4 separate regions of the Mus musculus genome follow, and all the other regions are linked to region 3. The links are chromatin contacts, called in public Hi-C and promoter capture Hi-C maps. All regions are on one chromosome and are shown on one strand. The core of a region is the stretch at or near the end of the contact, and the rest is flanking DNA. Distances in the headings are between cores, read along the strand shown.

Evidence for each region. Promoter capture Hi-C pulls out the DNA fragments that hold promoters and counts their contacts. Hi-C and Micro-C count contacts between places; a contact is called where the count stands out from the background.
Region 1: a promoter capture Hi-C map of pre-B cells shows a contact between it and region 3, with 6 times the contacts expected there. The contact joins the promoter of Gigyf1 here to the promoter of Dtx2 in region 3. A contact is called at or near these places in 3 of 39 promoter capture datasets (liver, neutrophils and pre-B cells).
Region 2: a contact with region 3 is called in a Hi-C map of B cells, with 10 read pairs. The contact joins the promoter of Mospd3 here to the promoter of Dtx2 in region 3. A contact is called at or near these places in 1 of 39 promoter capture datasets (maxillary cranial neural crest) and 1 of 484 Hi-C or Micro-C datasets (B cells).
Region 4: a contact with region 3 is called in a promoter capture Hi-C map of liver, with 6 times the contacts expected there. The contact joins the promoter of Agfg2 here to the promoter of Dtx2 in region 3. A contact is called at or near these places in 2 of 39 promoter capture datasets (liver and pre-B cells).

What each region holds. Positions count from the first base shown.
Region 1 is chr5:137,517,579-137,520,671 of GRCm38.p6, reverse strand. Gigyf1 (GRB10 interacting GYF protein 1) reads right to left here and starts at 1,792. Exons shown (of 24, transcript NM_031408.2): 1 at 1,686-1,792; 2 at 1,460-1,589; 3 at 1,267-1,362; 4 at 1,055-1,166; 5 at 827-935; 6 at 604-644; 7 at 296-460; 8 at 1-125. The coding sequence starts at 1,720.
Region 2 is chr5:137,599,389-137,602,458 of GRCm38.p6, reverse strand. It overlaps Mospd3 (motile sperm domain containing 3), which reads left to right and starts at 1,751. Exons shown (of 5, transcript NM_001254762.1): 1 at 1,751-2,188; 2 at 2,407-2,482; 3 at 2,636-2,865. The coding sequence starts at 1,984. It also overlaps the pseudogene Gm7285.
Region 3 is chr5:135,993,353-135,996,360 of GRCm38.p6, reverse strand. Dtx2 (deltex 2, E3 ubiquitin ligase) reads right to left here and starts at 1,561. Exons shown (of 11, transcript NM_001256096.1): 1 at 1,395-1,561; 2 at 1-71.
Region 4 is chr5:137,683,243-137,686,300 of GRCm38.p6, reverse strand. It overlaps Agfg2 (ArfGAP with FG repeats 2), which reads left to right and starts at 1,548. Exons shown (of 12, transcript NM_178162.3): 1 at 1,548-1,942. The coding sequence starts at 1,722. It overlaps Gm15498 (a long non-coding RNA gene), which reads left to right. Exons shown (of 2, transcript XR_003956003.1): 2 at 660-916.

The DNA of each region.
Region 1 (3,093 bases), core at 543-3,042, 1.5 Mb before region 3:
AGAGTTGCCGCCCCCAACCCGCCCATCCTCTTCACCACACCCTCCGCGCTCCCCTCGCAAATCAAAATCAAACTTGCGCCTCCGCTCCCCATGCTCCCGCCAGCCAGCAGAGCGGGGACCACCATCTGAAAGAGAAAGTTGGAGAAGGGCAAAAATCCTCTAGTGCCCAGCCAAGCCAAGCCCCACCTTCTCCAGTCCACCAGGCTTCCCCTGGGATCTTCTTGTTCCTCGCGTGCATGGCACCTCTTCCCTAGTATCGCCAGGATATCCTGACCCCACCTAGCCCCCATCTTACCAGGGCTGGTGGAACGCCAGCGATCACCATCTCGCCGGGGTCCCGCCCCAAGTCTCCAGCTGCCATCATCCTCTTGCTCCTCTCGAAGTGAGCGCCAATTCTCACTGTCTGAGCGTGCATGCTCCTTCCTTGGGCCAGCCCCTCCCTCCTCAAAGCCAGACCGTACTGGCACAGGGGAGACAAACAGTAAGCATGGATGAACCTCAAGAGAGCTTACTCCTATTAGCTCCCCCCCCATCCCCCTACCTGGGAACCCCACCTCCACTGCCTCCCGACCATGCTGGCCACCATCATCAACACGCTCATACCTCCATCCCTCCTTGCAGGCTTCTCAAACCGCCTCTCGCCTCTGTGAAGAAAGGCGTCGGTCAAACATCACCCTTCCCCAGGGGGTGCTAGGCTGGGTAGACACGACCCAGGGGCTCTGATCAGGGCTGGCCTGCTGGGTGTCTCTGGTCCCTCTAGTCACCCTATTCCAGCTCAGTGGCACTCCTCCGTTCTGCCCGTCTCTCTCCATCTTGTCATCCCCACCTGTCATCCCAGCTTTGGCTTCGCTGGATCTCCCGAGGATTCCTTCCGAAGGCCCCATCGCCTTCCTCAATGCTTCTTTGGTAAAAGCAGCTGTCACCACGGCCTCGCCCTGAAGAAGAGGGTTTACACTGGGTCTGGGACCCTCCAGTGTCCCTCTGTATCCTTGCCACCACCCACTCCAACTCTGCCCACCTCCTCCCCTAAAAAATACGAGGAGTCGCTGTCTACCTCGGCTCCGAGTGCTGCCCCTGCCACGGGAGGTGGCAGGCAAAGGGGGCCCAGCCCCTTTCCCCATCAGTCTCAGCACAGCCACACTGTTCACCGACAGCGAGAAGTTTCTCTGAGGAGGGAGCCAGGGATGGCAGTGAGGACCGTCACCCAGTCAGCCCCCATCTTCCCAAGCCCAGCCCCTCCCTCCTCCACCCTAGGCCCAGCCCCACCTGCTCCTCCTCAGTCAGAGGCTCCAGAGCCAGAGGTTGCAGCGGTTCCTCTTGTAACACTGCAGCAAACTCCTTGTCCTGTAGTTCCTCCGGGACCTGGGATGGGGCAGGAGGCCCAATATATTAACCACTCAGAGGCAACTCACAGATAAGGCAAATGGGCGAGGGAGCTGTGCTCCATCCCAAACCTCACCTTGTTCTCCTTGACATAGAGGGCCAGCATCTCCTCTCGCCCATAGCGGTAATCTGCCAGCTTGTATTTGGGCATGGCAGGAGATGGGGGTGGAGAGGCCACGCTGCCACCACTCGAAAGGGCTCTCAGCCTAAAACAGGTACAAAAAAAAAGGGGAGACGGAGGTCCACGTGGCCCTTCACCCCTACACCAGCTTTTCCCCTGGACCAGAGCTTAAGTGACCCACCACTCAGGCCCAAAGTTGAGTGTCTCTGCTGCCATTGTGGAGCTTCGATGCTTCTCAAAGGTCAAGGATGAATGGCAGAGACAGGACCAGGAGAGTACTGTCCAAATACCTGTAGGGTCACAGACAAGTCATGAGTAAGCTGGTGCAGGGCAGATCAGTCATGGCGCCAGCACTTTGCTGGGCCAGTGACAGGCCTCCATCTAGACGGTGAGACATTTTGGCATTGAACTCACCTACACCAGACAGGTGACCACTCACACCATGAGTTAACCAAAGCTGAGTCAGGGTAGGGGAGAGTCCTAGGGAGTGAGGGAACACTGAAGCCTGAGCCCCTTCCAGCTCAGTGGGACGCCCTCTGGTGGCCCAACACTCACCTGACAGTTCTGTCCAGGGAAACAAGGGCTCTCTGGTCTCACAGGGGCCGGGCTGCGCTGAACTAGGATCCCCAAGCAACTAGCTCTAGCCTCTAAGTGCCTGGGAGAAACTTTCACATCTGGGAGAGATCCTTAGGGAGAAGAGGAGGAAGAGAGAGGTTACCCCAGTGAATTAGACAGTCTCCCAGCCCCTGGCCCACAGCTGCCGGGTACAGTGCACTCAGGAGAAGGGACAATGTGGTCATTGGTCAGAGGTGCTCTCATGGGATGGCTGAGGTAACCAGTGTGCCCAGAATACAGTGAGGATTTTCAGCACAAAACTTAAGCCTGCTTTGTAATGCCCATGTTTGTAATCCCAGCACTCAGGAGACAAAGGCAAGAGGACTGCAAGTTCCTGGGACAACCTGGGACAGCACACAGTAAGACTATTCTGAAACAATCACTGGACTGGGGATATAGTTTGGCTGGGGGTGGGGGGGCACTTATTCACCATACTTGAAGCCCTAGACTCTGCCCCCAACACCACACCAACAAGGAATATAGCACCCGGCTTTGATCCCAAACACTTGGGAGATAGAGAGAGGCAGGAGGTTCAGAAATTTAAGGTCACTTCTGGCTACATAAGAGTTTAGGGCCAGCCTGGGCTATATGAGACCCTGTCTCAAAAAATAAGACAGGCAGGCATTGGGGCCGCTTATGTTCTATAGAGGAATGGTCCATTTTATAAAGCAGTATGACAAGCCTTGGAACAAGCCAACTTCTCTAAAGAAAACTTAGGGCATCTGTCTGAGGGGGCTGGGTTTCAGCACAAACTAAGCAGACAGGACTTCCAGAGCCACAGGTACTCACTCCACTCACGGTAGGCTCTGAGCAGGTGGGTGTGGCCACAGGAATAGGAACCAAGACCTAAACTCCTACCCTACATCAACAACTGCCCCTCAGAAAAAAGGTCAAGGTGGGAGCAGGGTTCTCAGGTTGTGGCTGGCGGAAGGCTCCCTCACCATATGGGAAGAGGCAAGTTCAGTCTCTAGTGG
Region 2 (3,070 bases), core at 502-3,001, 1.6 Mb before region 3:
CTGTCCCTACTGAAACTACAGGACTGTGCCTGATTACTTTTGGTAGTTTTCTTTTCCTTTTTGTTTTTCTGTCTTTTTTCTAATCATATTAATTACAGATGAGTTTTACAGAAATAAATTGATCAATTTGTATATAAAACGTGTATAAATGTATTTTGATCACAATCACCCCCACTGTATCTCTTGTCCCCTATCACCTTCCCCTTTCCAAATGGTTCTCCTGGTTTTTTGTTTGTTTGTTTGTTTTTTAACTATGAATGACACTTTATTCAGTCATTTTCTTTACAACTGAAACTCTGGGAATTCAAAATTAACATCCTTGCCTGTGAGCTTCTTGTACTCACCAGAAAAAGTTTCAACCTTGTGTTCCACGTTGTTCTGCTGTGCTTTGTCTAAGTGAACTTTTATGAGCCGGCTGCCATCCAGTTTCACACGGATCCTCTTACCCACAATTTCACTTGGGAAGACTAAGTCCTCAAGGATGGCATCGTGCACTGCTGTCAGGGTGCGGCTTCTGGGGCGCTTCTTGCTTATTTTTCGTTCGGCTTTTCCGGGTTGGCTTGGGCAGAATCCACCTCTGAGCAATGAGGACTACATTCTTCCCACTGAACTTTTTCTCCAATTCACACTAGCCGGACTTGGATTTTCTGGAAAGATTTAAGCTGAGGAACTGGTACAAAAATTACGATAGCTTTCCGACCACCACCAACTTCAATTTCCTTGGCTGCGGTGATGTTGAGTTCCCGCAGCTGCGCCTTGAGATCAGAATTCATCTCCAGCTCGAGAAGCGCCCGAGAGATGCCAGACTCGAACTCGTCGGGCTTCTCGCCATTGGGCTTCACGATCTTGGCGCTCGAGCTGAACATGTTCGTCCTGACGGAGCGCCGGCTTAGAAAAAGTTCTCCTGCTTTCTTGGTGGTTCCTGTTTTGGTTTGTAGGCACATCTTTAGTATCGAAAGTTTTCTTTACATGTATATGACCCACGTATTGTCAGAGGTCAAATGAGGGCGTTCGATTCCCAGAAACTGGAGTTATAGTTGTCACTATGTCTATGCTGGAAGCGAACCTGGGTCCGAACCCTTCAGCACTAACCCTCTTATTTAAAAAAAAAAAAAAAAGTTCCTGCCTCATCCAGTTCTGCTTATTGATTACTGACTTAATCATACGTTTCCCAGGCCCAGATAAACAAACGCTAGGTCGTTGCTCACAGTCCCGCCTCTCGCACTTAACTCTCAGACAGAGAAGGAACTCAGGACACATAAAATTCTTACCAAGATCAAGCCAATCAGTGGTGCCAAAGGAGGCGTGTTTGGTCTTTGAAGAACACCAATCAGCGAACATTGGGGCGGAAGGGATTCAGCACCCACCAATAAGAGAGGCCGTACGGCGGAAGTGCATAAAGGAACTCTCGGGAAGATGGCGCCCTTAATTTGGTCACAAGTTGACCGGAGGAAACTTTGACCGCGAGGTGATTATCACAGTACAAGCGGCTGTTCACAGGCGGGATCCCGAGCAGAGCATATGCCGAGCTCAAGGAAAGGGCACAGGGACACAATTCGGTGACCTGGAGGTCAGGGACTCTCAAAGAGCAGAGTCCGTCAGGAGATCGGAGCGGGAAGACCCGGAAAAGGCGTGGTCAGAAACAGGGCGGGTTTACTGCGCCCCAAACCGGAAGACCCGGATTGGGAAGCGACGAGGCGGGACGGATTTTAGCCAGGTGGGCGTGGCCACTGCGGTGCGGTTTGGGGGCGGGGCCTATAGGAACCTGGGGCCCAGCTGGCAGGAGAGGAGGTTTGGGAACCGGGGCCCGGGGCTGCAGGATCCACATCTAGCGGGGTTCCAAGGCAGTGGTGACATCAGGCCTCGCTCTGCTCATGATCTCCCCCTGTCCTCTTTTCATCCATCGCGTCACTAGCCCTAAACTCTAAGACCCTCTTGTCCTCCTGAGCTCTGCCCTCGGATGTCCGACCGCCCAGAGCCTGCATGCGCCGTGGGGCGCCCCAGGACCAGGAGCTGGTGGGTCCGGGGGCCCCTGGGCGGGGGTCCCGGGGCTCCCCTCCTTCCTCAGGACCCGTTGTCCCGGTGCTGGTCTTTCCCCCGGATCTAGTATTCAGGGCGGACCAGAGAAGTGGACCCCGGCAGCTGCTGACCCTCTACAACCCCACGGGAACTGCGCTTCGCTTCCGAGGTGAAGAGACGGGCGCCTTAGAGCTAGGGCTCTGGGGGTTAGTAGCAGGATATGGGAAGACTGTGTGGGCTGGAGGAATTAATCAAGAGGCAAGATGCCTAGCTTTGGGTCTGAAAAAAAAATCATGTCCATCTCCGGGGTTGCTGACATGAGGGGCCCCGGTGGAGCACTATAAGTAAAACTTGCCTAAGATCTCTTCGCGTATCTTTATCTGACAGTTCTGTGCACAGCACCTGCCAAATACACGGTATTCGATGCAGAGGGATATGTGAAGCCTCAGTCCTGCATTGACATGTGAGTGGGGAGGTTGGGGAAGCAGCCAGGCACCACAGCTACCTGTTGTCTTTTCTCCTGCTGACTGCAGTCACTCTGGGAAAAGTTTCTGGGGAGGAGATCTGGATTTACATGGTTGGTTGCCTCTCACTTCCTTTCCTCCCAATGGTTCAGTGTGATACGGCACGTGGCCCCCGTCCCCAGCCACTATGACGTCCAGGACAGATTCCGCATTGAGCTGTCTGAGGAGGGGACTGAGGGACGAGTGGTTGGAAGAAAAGACATCACCTCTGTTCTTCGAGCCCCAGCGTACCCCCTGGAGCTTCAGGGACATTCTGAGCCAACGCCCAACCCAGGGCCTCCTGTGTGGACAGGACTGACCCCAGCCAGACATCTTCAGGAGAGTGAGTTGAACAGATTCTTTGTGTGTGTGTGTGTGTGTGTGTGTGTGTGTGTGTGTGGTATTGTGTATATGTATTGTGTGAGTATATGCATGTGGGTCCTTATGCATGGACTTGAGCACATGTGCAGTCTCTTCTCACCCTTAGTTGTTTTGAGACAGGCTCTCTCATTGAACCTAATATACATTCATTTGTAGACTGGATGGGC
Region 3 (3,008 bases), core at 312-2,811:
GATAGGAACAGCAAACAAGAACCCGGCAAATCTGAGGCCTTGCTGACTCAGCCACACCGATTCCGAGGTACCTTTGCCAAAAAGATGATTAAGTCTTCAGTGAAGAATCGGCAAGAGAAAATGAGCGCACAGATGTTGGGTCCCGTGTGCTGTGGCTGGCAACTGGAAATTACCAGGCTTATTTTCCAACAGCTTGGGCAGGGAGCAGAAGCTAGGGACAGTCTTTCTCAGCCCACTCAATTAAACCCTTTCTCAGAAAAGTCTGCGTGAGGACTTCAGAAACCGGTCCCACGGATGGTCCATGAAGGAAATCAACACACCAGAGAGGATAAAAATTTGACCAAAGTCACACAGAAAATAAGCAAAGAGACTTGACACCTTGACCAACTGAAGTCAATCCTGATTCTCGTGGCTACTGGGAACTCTACATCACAGAACTGTTACTTTTGGGTTGTTGGGGGTTTTTTTGTTTTGTTTTGTTTTAAGCAGGGGCCACAGTATATAGCTTAGGGCTGGACTGGAACTCCTGAGTCTCCAGCTTCTGCCTCACAAGTGCTGAAATTACAGTCATAAATCACCACACCTGGCTAGCACTCTTTTGGGGAGTGAGAGGGATGTAATATAGTATCTTGTGATGAAGCACAGGCAAGCTTTAGCTACCCGCAAACCTTTGTCTCCCAAATACTGGGATTATAAATGTGCAACACATTGCTGGGCTCTCTAGAATTTTAAAGGGGCTAAGACGGCACGGAGAAAAGAGAGTTCATTAAAGGTCTTGCCTGTGAACACATTCCCATTCATGCCACTGTGGAGGCAAAGCTAACGCGGGCAACCCTGCAGCTGTGTGAGGGATAGGATGAAAAGCGGAGCTTCAAAACAGAGACACCCCAAAGTGCCCCAGAGACCCAGTCTGACACAGACCGAGAATGGAAAGGCAAACGCCTCCAAAGTCCAACTCTCTCAGACAGTGGTGGATCCCTATCGCCTGGATGTAACGCCCCCACACACACACAAACGCTCCAGGACTGAAACTGACCCCTCAGGGAGCCAGGGTAGCAATAGCCTCACTGCTCTTCCAGGTCCTGTAGGACTCAAACTGCCAGGGATGCGACCCCTGTCTCTGCAAAAAATAGGGCTCTTACCACACCCAGCCCAGTCCCCAACGCTCAGAGCGTCCCAACTGCGACTTCCCGCCTCCAGGACCCTGGTACCGAGGTGCCCAGGGCTCCCAACGCCCCCAGGACTCACCCATCCCGCCGGCACGGCCCTCCCTCCTCGCACGACCGCCCCCTTCCGGTCTCAGCTTGGCTCAATAGCCCCCTCTCCTCAACCCACCCACCCACCCTCGGGACCCCAGGCTGGGCGCCAGCAGGTGGCCCGCCCGTCCCGCTCACCGAGTCTGAGGGAAGCAGAAGGAACAGGTTGAGAGGACCGCCGACCTCCGGGCTCAGCTCCGGCTCGGCCTGGGAAGAACCCTCGAGTATGTCTCCGACTCCGAGCCGGAGGCAGCCGGAGTGAAACTCGGCGTCGCAGCCTCCAAGCACCGCGCTGCGCATGTCCACCTCACGCAGTGCCTTCTGGGAAATGTAGTTCTGATGAAGCTGAGTGGGCTGAACCAAAGCACACCAGCAGATATAAATGTACCCAGCCTTCTCTTTCTCCTACTGACTTACTCCCTCGCTAATCACTGATGCATTTGATTTTTAATAATTTTTATATTTCTTTTTATTATGTGTGTATATTCTGGAGGGGGGTGTACTTACAGAGGTCAAAGAACAACTTTAGGAGTCCGTTCTCCGTGTCCACCTTCACGTGGGTTCCACGGATCGAACTCAAGGTGTCAGGCTTGTCAGCAAATGCCTTTACCCTCTGAGCCCTATCGCCAACCCTGATTTTTCCTTTTGTGGTGTTGAGGATCAAAGTTAATGCAAGCACAGTAGACAAGTGTTCTACTACTAATTAATCCCCAGCTATAAGAGTCCACTTGTAGGGGTGGAAGGGGTCCAGGATCTCATGTACCTCGGAGTGGCTTTGAATTTGTGATGTAAGCCTAGGCTGCTCTTAAACTCTTGAACCTCCTGCCTCTGCTTCCTAATTGCTGAGCTTACAAGCACAGTCTTTAAAAACATAGATTTAAAATTTTTAAATAAGAAAAGAATCTATTAAAAAATGTTAAGCCGGGCGTGGTGGCGCATGCCTTTAATCCCAGCACTCAGGAGGCAGAGGCAGGCAGATTTCTGAGTTCGAGGCCAGCCTGGTCTACAAAGTGAGTTCCAGGACAGCCAGGGCTACACAGAGAAACCCTGTCTCGAAAAACAAACAAACAAACAAAAAACAAAAAACAAAAAAAAAAGTTAAACCTTGGCTTAAGTTGGCCTGGCTCAGTGGTAGAGCACTTATCTATCGAGTAGGCAGAAGACCCTGGATTTGCAAAAGAAGTCCTTAAAATTCCACTTCACAGAGCCTGTTCCATTCCCAGAACCTGCTCCCGGCTCACCAAGCAGAAAAGATGAACACAGCTAGAGAAGTCAAGGAGGCCTGGCCTCAGCAGTGTCACTGAGGAGCAGGGGTGCTTGCTACTGTTTTGCTTGGAAAGGCAGAATTGTGTTGCTTCCTGCCTCTGCTAATTGGTCTCCATCTGACACTGCAGAGGGACAGTCTGATAAGACACAGCTGCTTTGCTCATTATTTCTGATGAATGGATGGCACCTGGCATTTCCTAGTGCCGATGGTAGCCACCAAGGACCCACGTATAATCTATACAGCCAGAAAGATCTTAATGACTTCACAGCCCAAAGAAAACGTGTCTGTCCCCAAAAGCTCTACATAAGTCCCTCCTAGTGGAAGTAGGGGGATTTTTTGTTTATTTGTTTTGGAGACAGGGTGTCTTAGCACCTGGCTTCAGAGATGGCCTGCAACTACTAATCCCCCTGTCTCACCTTCTGAGATTGCAGGTGTGTACTGTTGTTCCCAGCTATAGAGGAGGACCAGGCAGGGGGAGCGGGGGG
Region 4 (3,058 bases), core at 299-2,798, 1.7 Mb before region 3:
AAATAGGGTTGTCACTCTCTGATATGGCCTGGGTGGAGTAGAGACAGGAGGAGGAAGCGCACCCTCTGGTTGCTCTTGCAGACCACACCCTGTAGCAAAAGACAGACTGGAAGCTATCAGAGTCTAGTGGTCACCCCAATTCCTGCCCATTTATTCACTTGTGGTGGGTAACATTTTAAGGGGTGAAGAAATAACCACTGGCTAAAGAGAAGCTGTGCAAGAAATGGCCAGCACAGGGAAATGCTGAACGCTGAACTCTGAAAATGTACAAGAGGCTTTTTTTTTGGTGGGGGTGGGGTGGGGGACAGGATTTCACTGTGTAATCCCCTGGAACTCACTACATAGACCAGGCTGGCCTAAAACTCACAGCGATCCACCTGCTTGGAATCCAAGGCATGCAGCCATGGTTTACATGAAGCAAAATGGTTCCTTTGCATGTGTACATGGGGACTTGGCATCACCACAGCTCAGGGGGAAGTACACTTGCAGCTATGACAACAATTAAGCAACCTCATCTAGCCCATGGGCTCCTGGGTACCAATAACTCAGAAACCTATCTCTCATCTGCCCGCATCCCATTGGCATGTCTGAAACCAAAGTCCTGACTTATGGTTGCCAGCATCCCTAAACCTGCTTATTCTCAGCCTTTCCTTTTCCAGGCAGTGACCGAGGATGACTCTGAAGTACCGCTACTGCTACCCCCACTTCCCAAATGCTGGAATTACTGGCCTGTGCCACCGCGCTGAGTTGTATGCAGTGCTGGGGGCTTGAACCTCGCGCTTAGTGCACTCTACCAGCTGAGATACATCCCTGGCCACGGAGCAGAGCTTTTAAAATCAAAAGACTCAGATTCAAATTCTGACTGAGCCACAAACCAGTTCTGTGATCCACTTCAACATGTTTTCTTGAATATTTTTTACATGCATTTATTTATTTGTGTGTGTGTGTGTGTGTGTGTGTGTGTGTGTACTCATGGAAATCAGAAGGCAGCTAGCTTATAGGAGTCGGTTTTCTTACAGGAGTGGGAATGAAGGTTAGTGGCAAACGCCGTTCATCCCTTCTGCATCCTACCTCAGGTTTTTAACTTGACTCTAAAGTGGGGGCTCTTTCTATGACTTGGATAAATAAAGTATCTTTTACAAAGCACTCCCCTTCTCTGTCTTTCCCTTTCTCCTCCAGCTCATCCTAGGGCAATTTCTTTCCGATTTTCTTGTCTCCTGGCTCAGCCTGGAACGAGCCTTTGAAATTTGGCGGGAATTAGTATCAATCCGGAGGATGAGCACTACGCACGCGCCGAACACCTCCTTTCTCTCGCACGCTAATTTTGCAACCTTAACAACCAATCAGAGTCAGCATAGGAGTCCGTGGCGAGAGGGGGCGGGGACAAGGAGGAGGGCACGCATTGTACTTGCAAGGTGGGGGTCTTTGTGAACCAATGGAAAAGACAGAAGGCCGGGTGGCAGTGGGGCGTGGTTCTGAAGGCTCCAGCAACCGGAGGCCGTCTCGAATCGAACCAATTAAAGCAAGGAGGTGGGGGGAGACTAGCCAATCAGCGTGCCGAACAGGACGAGGAAGGGGGCGGCAGAGTCTCTCGCGGTCGTGGTCGGGGCTGCAGGAGCTGGTGTCAGGGTTGCCGGGCGTGCGAAGGCGGCGGAGGCGGGAAAGGCAGCGAGCGGTTAAAGGGGAGCGACCGCTGACTTGCAGAGGAACCTGGAGGAGAGATGGTGATGGCGGCTAAGAAGGGCCCGGGCCCGGGTGGCGGGGTCGGAGGGAGCAAAGCGGAGGCTGAAGCCGCTTCGGAGGTGTGGTGCCGCCGAGTGCGGGAGCTGGGCGGCTGCAGCCAGGCCGGGAACCGCCACTGTTTCGAGTGCGCCCAGCGCGGGGTCACGTATGTGGACATCACCGTGGGCAGCTTCGTCTGCACCACCTGCTCCGGCCTCCTGTGAGTGGATCCGGGGGGGGGGGGGGGAACTGGGTTTGGTTCGGGTGAAGTGAGTCTGCAGGAGCTCGGGGCGATCCAGGAGGTCAGAGGGGTAGCCCCGGCATTGGATGTGGCGGTGGAAGGTCGCCTGCTGCAGAGGTGTGTCGTGGGGGAAAGGGAAAAAGCGCAGGGGGACAGAAGACGGGAGTGGAGTCGCGCTGCAGAGGGAGGGTGGGGGCTGTAGAAGGACACGAGGAGAGGATTGGAGAAACTCCCTGGGGGAGGCGAAGGCGAATTGCAGGTGGGGAGAGAGAAAGTGTGGAGGGACTGGGGTGGGGTGGGGGAGGGACTTAAAGGGCCAGAAATTGACATAGACCTTTAAAGGGAACTTTAGCTGGGGTTGCATTGTATCTCAGTTGGTAGAGTGCTTGCCTAGCACGCTCGGCGCCCTGAGTTTCCATCCACAGCACTGCATAAAACCCGAGTAGTGTGGTACACGCCTGTAATCCCAACACTGAGGGGGAGGTGATCAGGAGTTCAAGGCCAACCATGAGACCCTTGCCGCTCCACCAGGAGGGGAGCGGAGGGGAACGGGGTGGAAGGAGAAGGGAAAGAAATAGGGAAGTCGAGCCTAAGACAAAAGTACCCTAGAAGGGAATGGAAAATGCTCCACGCATTAGCCCAGGCTGACAGCCTAGAGTGGCAGGTATGAAGCCAGGGATCAGGTGCAGATCCTAATCTTTCAGGCTCTGGAATGCTAGCTAGAGGGTAGATGACTTACGAAATATACTAAGGGCAGAGAGCCAAAGGGTTATCCTGGCGGACAGCTTAGCTTTCCCGAAGAGATGAGGATCAGAATGGCATATTCTTTTCTTTTCCCCATTTCGTCCTCTGCCCCCGTTAAAGTTGCATTTGATTTCTTTACTTTGCACTGTAGGGACATGTAGGTTCCATGGCTTGTGTGGTTATCAGAGAATAACTTGTAGGAATCAGCAATTTCCTTCCACTACGTGTGGGGCCTGGGGATCAAACTCAGGTCAACAGGCATGGCTGTAAGCTCCCATACTTGCTGAGCTAGCTAGCTCACCAGTCCATTTTTTTTTTTTTTAATTTGTCTTGAGACGGGGTCTCATACAG